Regions from separate parts of the Sus scrofa genome. Here region 2 is linked to region 1. Evidence: chromatin contacts called from public HiChIP or PLAC-seq data. All regions are on one chromosome and are shown on one strand. Each heading gives the region's core, a stretch centred on a gene start, on an enhancer-like site or on the middle of the called end of the contact. The rest is flanking DNA. Distances are from core to core; before and after follow the strand shown.

Region 1 (5,594 bases), core at 275-2,774:
CTGTTTTGTGAAATGGCTGTTCCTTTCTAGGTCAGTCCCTTCCCTGCAGCTTGGCCAAACTTTGTGCTGTGGCCATCTCACCTGAGACCTCCCTTGCTCAGACAGTTGGCAAGACCTGGTCAAAGGAGGTGTACACCATTCCTGCCCATGGCCAGCTCTCCCCACACAGACCTGGGCCGCAGTCTGTCCAAGGCTACCAGAGGTAGAGTAAGGGGTCTGCCCTGCTTGCCTGTGGGCCCTGGGCTTCTGCAGTAGGCACCCCGAGGGTAGAGGCTACAACTGGGGAGTTGCAGGAGGGGCCCGTCACTGTTTCTGCTGTCCAGCAGCTGCTTTTGTGCCCCACTCCACCCCAGTCTGGTTCCCAGACCAGGTTCTTAATAGCTCCCAGCCCAGCTGGGCTGGGACCTTCATAAGGCCCATGTCCAGCCAAGGAGCCCCAGGGCCTGTGCAGCATGGCCAGAGGAGGTGGACACTGGGCTGCACGGGGTTCTGGTTATAGAGAAGCAGTTGCTCAGGGCCCTCGAGGGGAAGGGCTCCACATGGATTCCCACCAGGGCAGGGGCTGATGGGTCTTGGTTTCAGAGCAGAGGGCCCTGAGGACCTGTTGGAGGGGACAGACTCACTGGTCCTCACTGCAGCCTGTAATTTGCCCCAGCCCCTCTCCTCCCAGAGGCTCTGGGTGGCTGCTCCACTAGGAGGCCAGTGGGCCACCCTGCTGCTGGTCCGCCCACACTGCGAGGCCGCTGGTCCACCTTAAGTAGCTTCAGGGGTGGTGCTGGCGGGTGGGATTTCCTGCAGGAGGTGGGTCCGCCCACGGGCCAATCCGAGGCTAGGGCAGGGTGCCCAGCACCTCTGGAGGGGCACTGCACGCCCCTCCTGGGAGGCCTAGGGTCCCACCCACACACTCGTCACCTGCAGGAGGGACAGGCCATTTGGCCTGAGGGCTGTGAGGTGGGCAGGGGAGAGAACCAAGGTGCCTCTGCAGTGTTGCAATAATCCTTCCTCTTGAATGCCGGGGCGAGGAGAGGCTCCAGACAAGAGGAACCTGGCCCTATTCTGTGGCAGTGTCACAACCCCTCACCTTCGTGAATGCTGGGCGCAGGGGTGGGATGCGCTCCAAAGGAGGGACCTGGCCCCATTCAGGAATAGCTCTCATCAGGGCCGTCAGCCGGCTCCTGGGAATGTGCTCCCCCCAGGGACAATGTCTGAGAGGTTTAGTGGAGAGTCTGCAAATGGCCCAGGAAGGAATGTAAATGCCACAGCGCCAGGACTGCAGGTTGGAGATGGGCCCTGGCATTGGCTGTGTGTCCACTGGGTGGGCAAGGCCTCTGGGGCATGGCCTTTTGGGCCACAAGAAAAGTCCCCACCCCTGAGAGGTCCTGGCCAACTACCCCTCTATCGCCGGGAGGAGGGTCGCCAGAGGGCCCCTCCCCGGCCCACGGCTGCTGCCGGCCCATGGCCGCTGCCAGTCCACAGCCGCTGCCGGTCCACCTTAAGGGGCGCGCTTACATCAGCACGGCGTCTCCGCCGCCGCCCGTGGGGTGGGATTTCCTCCGCTGCCGCCGCTGCCGCCCGGGTCCTGCCCGTCCAGCCGGCCCCGCCCGCCTGGCCCTGGGGAGGGATGCGGCGGCGCGGCGCCCAGGATGCCCCGCAGCCCCGGGACGCGCCTCAAACCTGCCAAGTACATCCCGGTGGCCACAGCGGCTGCGCTGCTGGTCGGCTCCAGCACCCTCTTCTTCGTGTTCACGTGAGTCGGCCGCGTCGCCGGGGCCAGAAGGGGCAGGGCTGCACTCAGCGGGGGGCACAGCCCTGTGGGACCAGGGCAGGGGCCGGGGCACCAGGGCTCTGGGTGATGCAAACCTGCACCCTGGGCTAATGCCGATGCCCTGAGTGTGCCCATCCTGGGAGCCAGAGCCAGGTGAGTCCTGGGTGTGAGGGCACTAGTGGCCAGCAGGCACCTCCTGAGTGTGCCAGGCAGGCCCTGGGTGTGAGGCACCAGGCCCGGGCAGGGAGTCTGTATAGGGGCTGCCCAGGATGTATGCCACCCTGCCCTCCCCACAGGCTGCCTGAGGGGACGTGGGTGCCCAGAGCACCAGCCCTCCCTGGGAGTTGCCAAGGGTGGCTGTTGGGCACCTTCCCTGCTGTCCAGCCCCATACCAGAGCCAAGTTGTTCCCGCGTAGGTGTGGTCTGGCCCAGCTGCCACGTGCCTGCCCTTCGGCCACCACCAACGCTGGCCTGGCAATGCCCTCTGCCTTCCCTTGACCTCCTTCTCAGGAAGGCCCAGTGGTCTCAGCTGGAGGGCCCAGGCCCAGCCACACCCAGGGACACTGGCTGTGGTGGGCTCTGGGACACTTGAGGCAGAGGGCAGGCAGGTCCTGGACCCCTGCAGCCCAGAGCAGGTGCTGACCACACAGTTCCCTCTGCAGGGCCGTGCCCACCCCCACCCCAGGGCTCCCCAGGCTTCAGCCGCACAGACCTGAAACCATCTCTTTCCACAGTCCCAGGCTCAGTGACAACCTCTCAAGCTTTCCTGGGGACCTGAGGCTTGGAGTGGCTCCGTAGCCAGTGGGGCAGTTCTTCCAAGGAGGGTCAGCCCCTGAGCACAAGCAAGCCCAGGGCAGGGGCGGGCAGGAGCCAGCCTGACACCCTTTCTTTCACCTTAGCAAGGGCGAGGGCTGTGGCATGAGAATGGCAAGGCTGCACTGGGCTCCTGGGGGGTGGGCGAGCCCCTACCTGAAGGCTGAGGCCAGTGGGCATCACGGGCTGCCAAGAGCATGTTTAAAAAAGGCCTGTGTGGACGGGCTTATTTCTGGCTTTGGCGAGCAGACGTGTTCTTGTCACTCAGATGCTGCTGGCTGTGGGGCCGTGGGCAGTGGGCGCAGGCCAAGATGGGGACGTGTCTAGCTGGGGCTTCCAGAGGGTGGGGCCAGGGCAGGGGTCTTGGGGGAATCTCGGTCCTGCTTCCTGACAGCCAGTCCTGGTTTCTCACCCCCCGAGTGCAATTCAGCATCTGTCCTCCTGGTTTTCAAAGTAATACATGTTCTCTGTCGAGAACTTGTGAAATGCAGGGGAAAAGTTTAAAGAGAAATTGAAATCAGCCAACTCCAGCGAGCCTGCCCACAACCTCTCCCCCTAGGTGCTCCCCAAAGAGTGCTTGTCCAGAGACTTCGGTGATTTCAGAGGGTCCCCACTCCCTGTGAACTGGACCCTCCCCAGCTGGTGGGCCTGGAAGCTGCCCACCCTCCCTCTGGGTGTGGGGTCCTGAGCTCAGTAATGGGTGCTGAGAGGTGCTGGTTGCCTGGGGCAGAAGAGACATTCCCTGCATCCTGCCCCGAGTGACCCACTCTGCCTGAAAGGTGGTGCAGAAGGCGGGGGTGCAGGGGTGCTGTTTGGGGTCCATGTGTAGTGACCATCTTACTGAGTGGCAGGGCTTCTGGCACCTGAGCCCACATTCCCTGGCTGAATGGCTACTGAGGATCCTGGTCTGCTTGCAACTGGCTCTGCTGGGCTCCTCCGAGGCACTGGGATTCCTGAGGGGGCTCTGCTGGGTAGTCCCGGCCCATTGATGCTGCCCATGGAGAGCTGATTCTGGGCAAGCAAGGGACCAGGCTGTCCCCTCCTTGGGACAGGCCTCTCGTCACCCTGGCCCCCATACCTACGGACCCAGGCCCAACACAGACTCAGATGTGCTCTCCAGGACCCGCCCTACCTGGTCTTGGTGCATTCTCTCATATTCCCTCTTCTCTGCCCTTGGACTTCACTGGATGCCAAGTGGCCCCTGGCCCCCTCTCTACACTCAGTAAACACAAGCTCCCCCCTTCGAGGCAAGACCACAGGGGCAGCAGCTCCTGGAGATATCCAGGGTGGGAGACCAGGCCTAGGGGACCAAGGACACCTTCCCTAGCTGAGAGGCTAGGACCTGTAAGACATTAAAAAATGTCACCAGGAGAGGCTGGGGTGTGAGGAGGATGCCCGGGCTGGGGTGTCCCCCCTCTGGGGAGGGCAGCACACCACAGGGCAGGTTCCCAGAGGCCCTCTTTCAGGAAGCCTTCCTGAGTTCTTGGTACAGTCCTGCCCCCCTGGGCCCCAGAAGGCCTTCACACTGTGGCTCAGCCCCAGGCCAGGCCTCTGCCTCTGCTCCTCCCCCCTCCTGGGGATACCTTGCCGAATGACAGGGACGCTGTGAACATCAGAGGGCCAGGGCTGCTTGACAGGGAACAAAAGCCTGGGGCCCACGCCGGGCCATCTTATTCCTGTCCGGGGCCATTTGGCTGACTTCTGGGATATCATGGTGGGTCCCCAGGGTGGGCCCAAGCCCTCCCTGTGCTCAGAGGTCCAGTCAGGCCACAAGGCCCAGCCTAGGAGAGTGAGAAGTCCAGCCCAGACCAAGCCAGACTGTGGGTTGCCCAGGTGGCTGGAGCCGCTGGCAGGGACCGCGTGGGGAGGGGGAAACTTGGTGTGATCTCCCTGCCTGGAAGTGCTGTGTGTGGCAGGGGCACCCCTGCCCCTGAGCTTCAGCTTCCCCATCTGCTCAGGTGTATACAGGGATGGGATGGTTGGCGCACGTGGTCGGAGGACCTGCCTAGCTGGACCAGGGCAGAATGGCCACAGACCCTCTGGTCCTGGGTGCCCAGTGCATGAGTGTCATTAGCCAGAGTTAATGAAGAGCCTGATTTAAATGAAGACGTCTTGAGTTAAAATTTTCCATTCCGCATTTAGCTATGGTGGCATGCTGCCCTGCAGAACCTCCATCCTGCTGGGCGGTGTTTCCCTCTGGCCCAGGTGGGCCCATGGCAGAAGCTCAGGAGATGGGGGCTGGCCTGGGGAGGGCTGGAGCCTCGGAGCCCGGCTACCCTCAGCCCTGCCCTGGGCTTGCAGGTGGCTGCAGCCAGCAGGGAGAGTCTGACCCCTGCCTGGCACAGCAAGCCTGGAGCACACCAGCCCTAGGGGAGAGTGGGGTGTCCCTCCAACCCCAAGGGCAAAAAGGTGCATCTGGAGCCAGGCACGACTCAGGTGTGCTGGGTGGTGCTGCCTGCCCACAGTGCTTGCCTTGTCCACAAGACACAGGGAGAGGTCCAGAGAGGGTCAGGGTGTGGGGTTAGTGGAAGAAGGGACATCTACATCTGTGTGTAGGAAGGAGGGTCCAGATGTGCCATTGTGTGCACGAGTGTGCATATCTGTATACGCAATGTTTACATGACTTACATGTTGATACACATTGGCATACATGTGCCTCGTGTGTGATCATGTGTGCGTGCATGTATGAATGCCTGAGCAGTGTGCACATGTGTGCCTGGAGCATTGGGTGTGTCTACATGTGTCCTACACATGTGTGCATACATGGCCTGGTACGTTCATAAGAATATGTGTGTGTGTCTGCACGTGCCTGTGTGTGTTCTTTCATCGTCTCTGCTACCCAGCTGTCTCTGGGCCCCAGTGCCACTGGCTAGTGATCTAGTCACTGTTAGGCATGACCCAGGCCTGGGCCCCCCTTATAGCAACATCCTGGGGACAAAGGCCACCTGGGTGAAGCGGGGGTGACAGGATGCATGAAAGTGCCTGATCCTGGGTCTGAGAACCCTTCCCCCCACCG
Region 2 (6,044 bases), core at 3,257-5,756, 150 kb after region 1:
TACAGCAATGGACAGATCAACGAGACAGAAAATCAATGAGGAAACACAGGCCCTGAATGATGCATTAAACCAGATGGACTTAATAAATATTTATAGGACATTCCACCCAAAAGCAAGAGAATACACATTCTTCTCAAGTGCACATGGAACATTCTCTAAGATTGATCACATCCTGGGCTAAAAATCCAGCCTCGGCAACTTTAAGAAAATTGCAATCATATCAAGCATCTTTTCTGACCACAATGCTATACGACTAGAAATCAACAACAAGAAAAAACCTGCAAAAAACACAAACACGTGGAGACTAAACAACATGCTACTAAACAACCAATGGATCACTGAAGAAATCAAAGAGGAAATTAAGAAATACCTAGCAGCAAATGACAACGAAGATACGACACTCCAAAACCTATGGGATGCAGCAAAAGCCATTCTGAGAGGAAAGTTTATAGCAATACAAGCCCACCTCAGGAAACAAGAAAAAGCTCAAATAAACAAGCTAACTTTACATCTTAAGCAGCTTGAGAGAGACGAGACAAGACCTAAAGTTAGTAGATGGAAAGAAATCACAAAGATCACAGCAGAAATCAATGAAAAAGAAACAAAGAAAACCATAGAAAAGATCAATGAAATGAAAAGCTGGTTCTCTGAAAAGATCAACAAAACTGATAAACCCTTAGCCAGACTTATCAAGAAAAAAGAGACAGGACTCAAATCCATAAAATTAGAAATGAAAAAGGAGAAGTAACAATGGACATCACAGAAAAACAAAGGATCGTAAGAGACTACTATGTGCAACTATACGCCAATAAAACGGAAAACCTAGAAGAAATGGAAAAATTCTTAGAAAAGCACAATCTTCCAAGACTAAACCAAGATGAAATAGAAAAGACGAAGGGACCAATCACAAGAACTGAAATTGAAACTGTGATTTAAAAACTTCCAACAAACAAAAGTCCAGGACCAGATGGCTTCACAGGCGAATTCTATCAAACATCTGGAGAAGAGCTAACACCTGTCCTTCTGAAACTATTTCAAAAAATTGAAGAGGAAGAGGTATTCCAAAACTCATTCTATGAGGCCACCATCACCCTGATACCAAAACCAGACAAAGATACCACAAAAAAAGAAAACTACAGGCCAATTTCACTGATGAACATCGATGCAAAAATCCTCAACAAAATACTAGCATCCAACAATACATTAAAAGGACTGTACATCATGATCAAGTGGGATTTATCCCAGGGATGCAAGGGTTCTTCAATATCTGCAAATCCATTAGTGTGATACACCACATTAACAAACTGAAGAAGAAAAACCAGATGCAGAAAAAGCCTTTGACAAAATCCAACACCCATTTCTGATAAAAGCCTTTCAGAAAGTGGGCATAACGAGAGCCTACCTCAACATGATAAAGGCCATATATGACAAACCCACAGAGAACATCATTATCAATGGTGAAAAGCACAAAGAATTCCCACTGAGATCAGGAACAAGACAAGGATGTCCACTCTTGCCATTACCCTTCAACATAGTTTTGGAAGTCCTGGCCACAGTAATCAGAGAAGTAAAAGAAAGAAAAGGAATCCAAATTGGAAAGGAAGAAGTAAAATTATCACTATTTGCAGATGATATGATACTATACCTAGAGAACCCTAAAGACTCTACCAGAAAACTGTTAGAGCTCATCCATGAATTTGGCGAAGTTGCAGGATACAAAAGTGATACACAGAAATTGACGGCATTTCTATACACTAACAATGAAAGATCAGAAAGAGAAATTAGGGAAGCAATCCCGTTTACCATCATATCCAAAAGAATAAAATACCTAGGAGTAAACCTACCTAAAGAGACAAAAGACCTGTACTCTGAAAACTTTAAGACACCAATGAAAGAAATCAAAGATGACACAAATAGATGGAAAGATACACCATGCTCATGGATTGGAAGAGTTAATATTATCAAAATGACTATACTACCCAAGGCAATCTACAGATTCAATGCAATCCCTATCAAATTACCAAGGTAACATTTTTCACAGAACTCGAACAAAATATTTTAAAGTTTGTTTGGAAGCACAAAAGACCCAGAAAAGCCAAAGACAGCCTGAAAAAGAAAAATGGAGCTGGAGGAATCAGGCGCCTGGACTTCAGACTGTACTACAAAGCAACAATCATCAAAACCGTATGGTACTGGCACAAAGACAGAAATAGAGATCAGTGGAAAAGGATAGAAAGCCCAGAATTCAACCCATGCACCTACAGCCAACTAATCTATGACAAAGCAGGCAAGAATACACAAGGGAGAAAAGACAGCCTGTTCAATAAGTGGTGCTGGTAAAACTGGACAGCCACATGGAAAAGAATGAAATTAGAACACTCCCTAATGCTATACACAAAAATAAACTCCAAATGGATTAAAGACCTAGATATAAGACCAGACACTATACAACTCTTAGAGGAAAACATAGGCCAAACACTCTCTGACAAAAATGACAGCAACATCTTCTCAGATCCACCTTTTAGAGTATTGACAGTAAAAACAAAAATAAACAAATGGGACCTAATCAAACTTAGAAGTTTCTGCACAGCAAAGGAAACCCTAACCTACACGAAAAATGGGCAGAAGATCTAAAGAGACAATTTTCCAAAAAAGACATATGCATGGCCAAAAAAACACATGGAAGGATGTTCAACATCACTCATTATTAGAGAAATGCAAATCAAAACCACTATGAGGTACCACCTTACACCAGCCAGAATGGCCATCATCAAAAAGTCTACAAACAATAAATGCTGGAGAGGGTGTGGAGAAAAAGGAACCCTGTTACACTGTTGGTGGGATTGTAAATTGGTGCAACCACTGTGGAAAGCAGTATGGAGATTCCTCAGAAAGCTAAACATAGAAGTAACATTTGATTCAGCAATCCACTCCTGGGCATCTATCCAGAGAAAACCACAACTTGCAAAGACACATGTAATATGATGTTCAAGCAGTCTTTTCAATAGCCAAGACATGGAAACAACCTAAATGTCCATCGACAGAAGAATGGATCAAGAAGATGTGGTACACGTACACAATGGAATATTATTCAGCCATTAAAAGGAATGAAATACTGGCATTTTTAGCAACATGGATGGACCTAGAAATTATCATGCTAAGTGAAGTCAGTCATACAATGAGACACCAACATCAAATGCTTTCACTGACATGTGGAATCTGAAAAAAAGGACAGACTTAACTTCTTTGCAGAACAGATGCTGACTCACAGACATTGAAAAATTTATGGTCTCTGGAGGAGACAGTTTGGGGGTTGAGGGGATGTGCTTGGGCTGTGGGATGGAAATCCTGTGAAATCAGATTGTTATGATCATTATACAACTACAGATGTGATAAATTCATTTAAGTAATAAAATAAATAGATAAATAAATAAATAGGAAAAATTAAAAAAAAAAGTTGGGGAAAAATAAAAGAGGTGGAAATCTGAGATGGGCAGGAAGAGCCGCCCAGCATGTCTTGCAGGAAGGGGCTCTGAAGCCCCTCCCACACCAGCAGGGATGGCAGGGAGGGGCAAGGCTCAGGAGGCTTTGGCCTTACACGTGGCTCAAGTGGAAAAGCTTTCTGTTTCCGGAGGGTGCCACTGGACACAATGCGCAGCAGAAATAGAAGTGACGCCAAAGAGGACTTCAGAGCTGTCAACACTGTGGGACATTACTGCGGGTGGCCAACCACCACTACCAGGACCTGCCCGTAGGCTGATCAAGCATAGAAGCTTTAGGCCATCCTGCCTGGAAGCGGGTGAGGGCACATGGGAGCTCGAGCAGGGAGGTTCTGGATGTCCTGCGAATGATGACCGTGCAACTGACAAAGTAATACTGACTTGACCCATTTGTAGCCACAGGCCCTGCGCCCTTGATCCGATCAATTCAGGGACTTATTCCAAGAGATACCCGGAACAGGCTCAGCCCGGAGATCGGAGCTGCCCCGGCAGGCTGACTTCCCGCAGGGGGAACTGCATCGTTCCGCCACCCCAGCGCACCTCGGTGCTCGTTCTGCAGCCGCAGGCGCTGGTTGTACAGGCTCTTCTCGGTGAGGTGCTGGATCTCCAGCAGCCCCTGCACGATTTCGAACACGGTGCCGTCGAGGAGCGCCAGGGCCAGGTCGCTGAGCGTGGTGTAAGACAGGCGCTGCTGGAAAGAGCTGCAGGCAGAAGGTGCAGTGAGCGGGGACAGGGCGCGGCCGCCTCGAGGGACCGCCCGCCCCACCCGCCCCGCGGCCACGCACCTGGGCAGCTCCTTGACTAGGCCCTGCAGCGCAGAGAGCAGCTGGTAGTGCCGCTCCTGCTGCCGGGCCCCGTCCATCGCCTCCTCCAAAGCGCCAGCGTAACGCTCCATGGCGCCAGCAGCCAGCTAGCCGCCCCAGGAGCGTCGTGGGCCTCTGGCGTTGGCTCTAGCCTGACGCGCCCCGCCCCCTTTCACGACAGTTCTGAAAGTGCACGGCCGGCCTTCTGCACAATCCAGAAGGCTAGCTCCGCCCCTCCGCATTGTCCCCACCCCTTACACTGCTTCCCCTCCCACAAGACCTCGAAGGCAGATCGCCCCAGCCTAAAATCGCGAGATTTCGAAGAAGCTCCGGAGTCCGCGCAGTGGGCGTGGGCCGAGGCTCCCCCACCGTGGTTCTCGGCTGTTTACGGAGGCTGTGTGGCTTTTTTTTTTTTTTTAGGGGGGCGGGCTCAGTTATTTTTCCTGGAATCAAATTACAGTACTTCTTGAAAGCATTATGCTAGGGAAAAAAAAAAAAAAGCCAGACACAGAAGGCCACGTATTGCGTGATTCCATGTATATGCAATGTCCGGAAATGGCAAATCCATAAAGACAACGTAGCTTGGTGGTTGGCTAAGGTGGGGAACTGCGTGGAGGATGGGTAAGAGAAGTCTAATGGAAGGGATGATGAAATGTTTTTGACTTGATTGTAATACTGATTGTGCAGGATTAAAAACCATTAACATGTAAACTTCAGAGAGATTAATTGTGTGTTATGTGAATTCTATCTCAACATAGCTGTCATTTTAAAACGAGGGGGGTTTATTTTGGAGTTACAAAGAAATTCTGGAGATAATGGTGATGGCTGCACAATGATGTGAATATATTTAATGTCAGGTGTACACTTAAAAACGGATAAGATGGTAGTTTTTTGTTTTGTTTTTGTCTTTTTGCCTTTTCTAGGGCCGCTTCCCGCGGCATATGGAAGTTCCCAGGCTAGGGGTCTAATTGGAGCTGTAGCCGCTGGCCTACACCAGAGCCATAGCAATGCGGGATCCCAGCCGCGTCTGCGACCTGCACCGCAGCTCACAGCAATGCTGGATCCTTAACCCACTTGCTCAGGTCAGGGATCGAACCTACAACCTCAACGAACCTAGTCGGATTCGTTAACCACTGCACCACGTCGGGAACATCTAAGATGGTAGATTTAAAAAATTACAGTATTGGAGTCCCCAGTCGCGGTGCAGCAGAAACAAATCTGACTAGGAACCATGAGATTGCTGCGGGTTCGATCCCTGGCTTTGCTTAGTGGGTTAAGGATCCGGCGTTGCCGTGAGCTGTTGTGTAGTCGCTGACATACTTCAGATCTGGCGTTGCTGTGGCTGTGGCGTAGGCTGGCAGCTGTAGCTCCGATTGGACCCCTAACCTAGGTACTCCATATGCCATGGGTTCGACCCTAAAAAAAAAAGTAAAAAATTACAGTATTGATTAAAAGATTTTATCTTTTATATCTAGAGAAACGGATTTATTAATTTTATAGTTTTTCTTAAGAACAAACACGTATTTAGTAGCTCCATTGCATTGGAACAGTAACTCACAGTGACTTGTGAAATCCATCTTCTTCAGCCTTCTGTGTTGGGTTTTCCAGTCATGGTCTAGAAGAAAAGCCATCCTGTCAGGTGGCAGGATGTTTACGAGTGACACTGGTTCTTTTCAGACTTTTCAATTTTACCCAACAACTAGTACTAAAAACTGGCACTTGCCATCTGCCTCTATAAGGA

The links. HiChIP or PLAC-seq counts read pairs in DNA pulled down with a chosen protein or histone mark.
Region 2: a contact with region 1 is called in an H3K27ac HiChIP or PLAC-seq map of alveolar macrophages. The contact joins the promoter of DGCR6L here to the promoter of ZDHHC8 in region 1. A contact is called at or near these places in 1 of 5 promoter capture datasets (fetal skeletal muscle) and 1 of 2 datasets of contacts at active chromatin or transcription factors (alveolar macrophages).

What each region holds. Positions count from the first base shown.
Region 1 is chr14:51,501,550-51,507,143 of Sscrofa11.1, forward strand. It overlaps ZDHHC8 (probable palmitoyltransferase ZDHHC8), which reads left to right and starts at 1,525. Exons shown (of 9, transcript XM_005670950.3): 1 at 1,525-1,747. The coding sequence starts at 1,644.
Region 2 is chr14:51,652,862-51,658,905 of Sscrofa11.1, forward strand. It overlaps DGCR6L (protein DGCR6L), which reads right to left and starts at 4,507. Exons shown (of 5, transcript XM_021072536.1): 1 at 4,286-4,507; 2 at 4,041-4,201. The coding sequence starts at 4,395.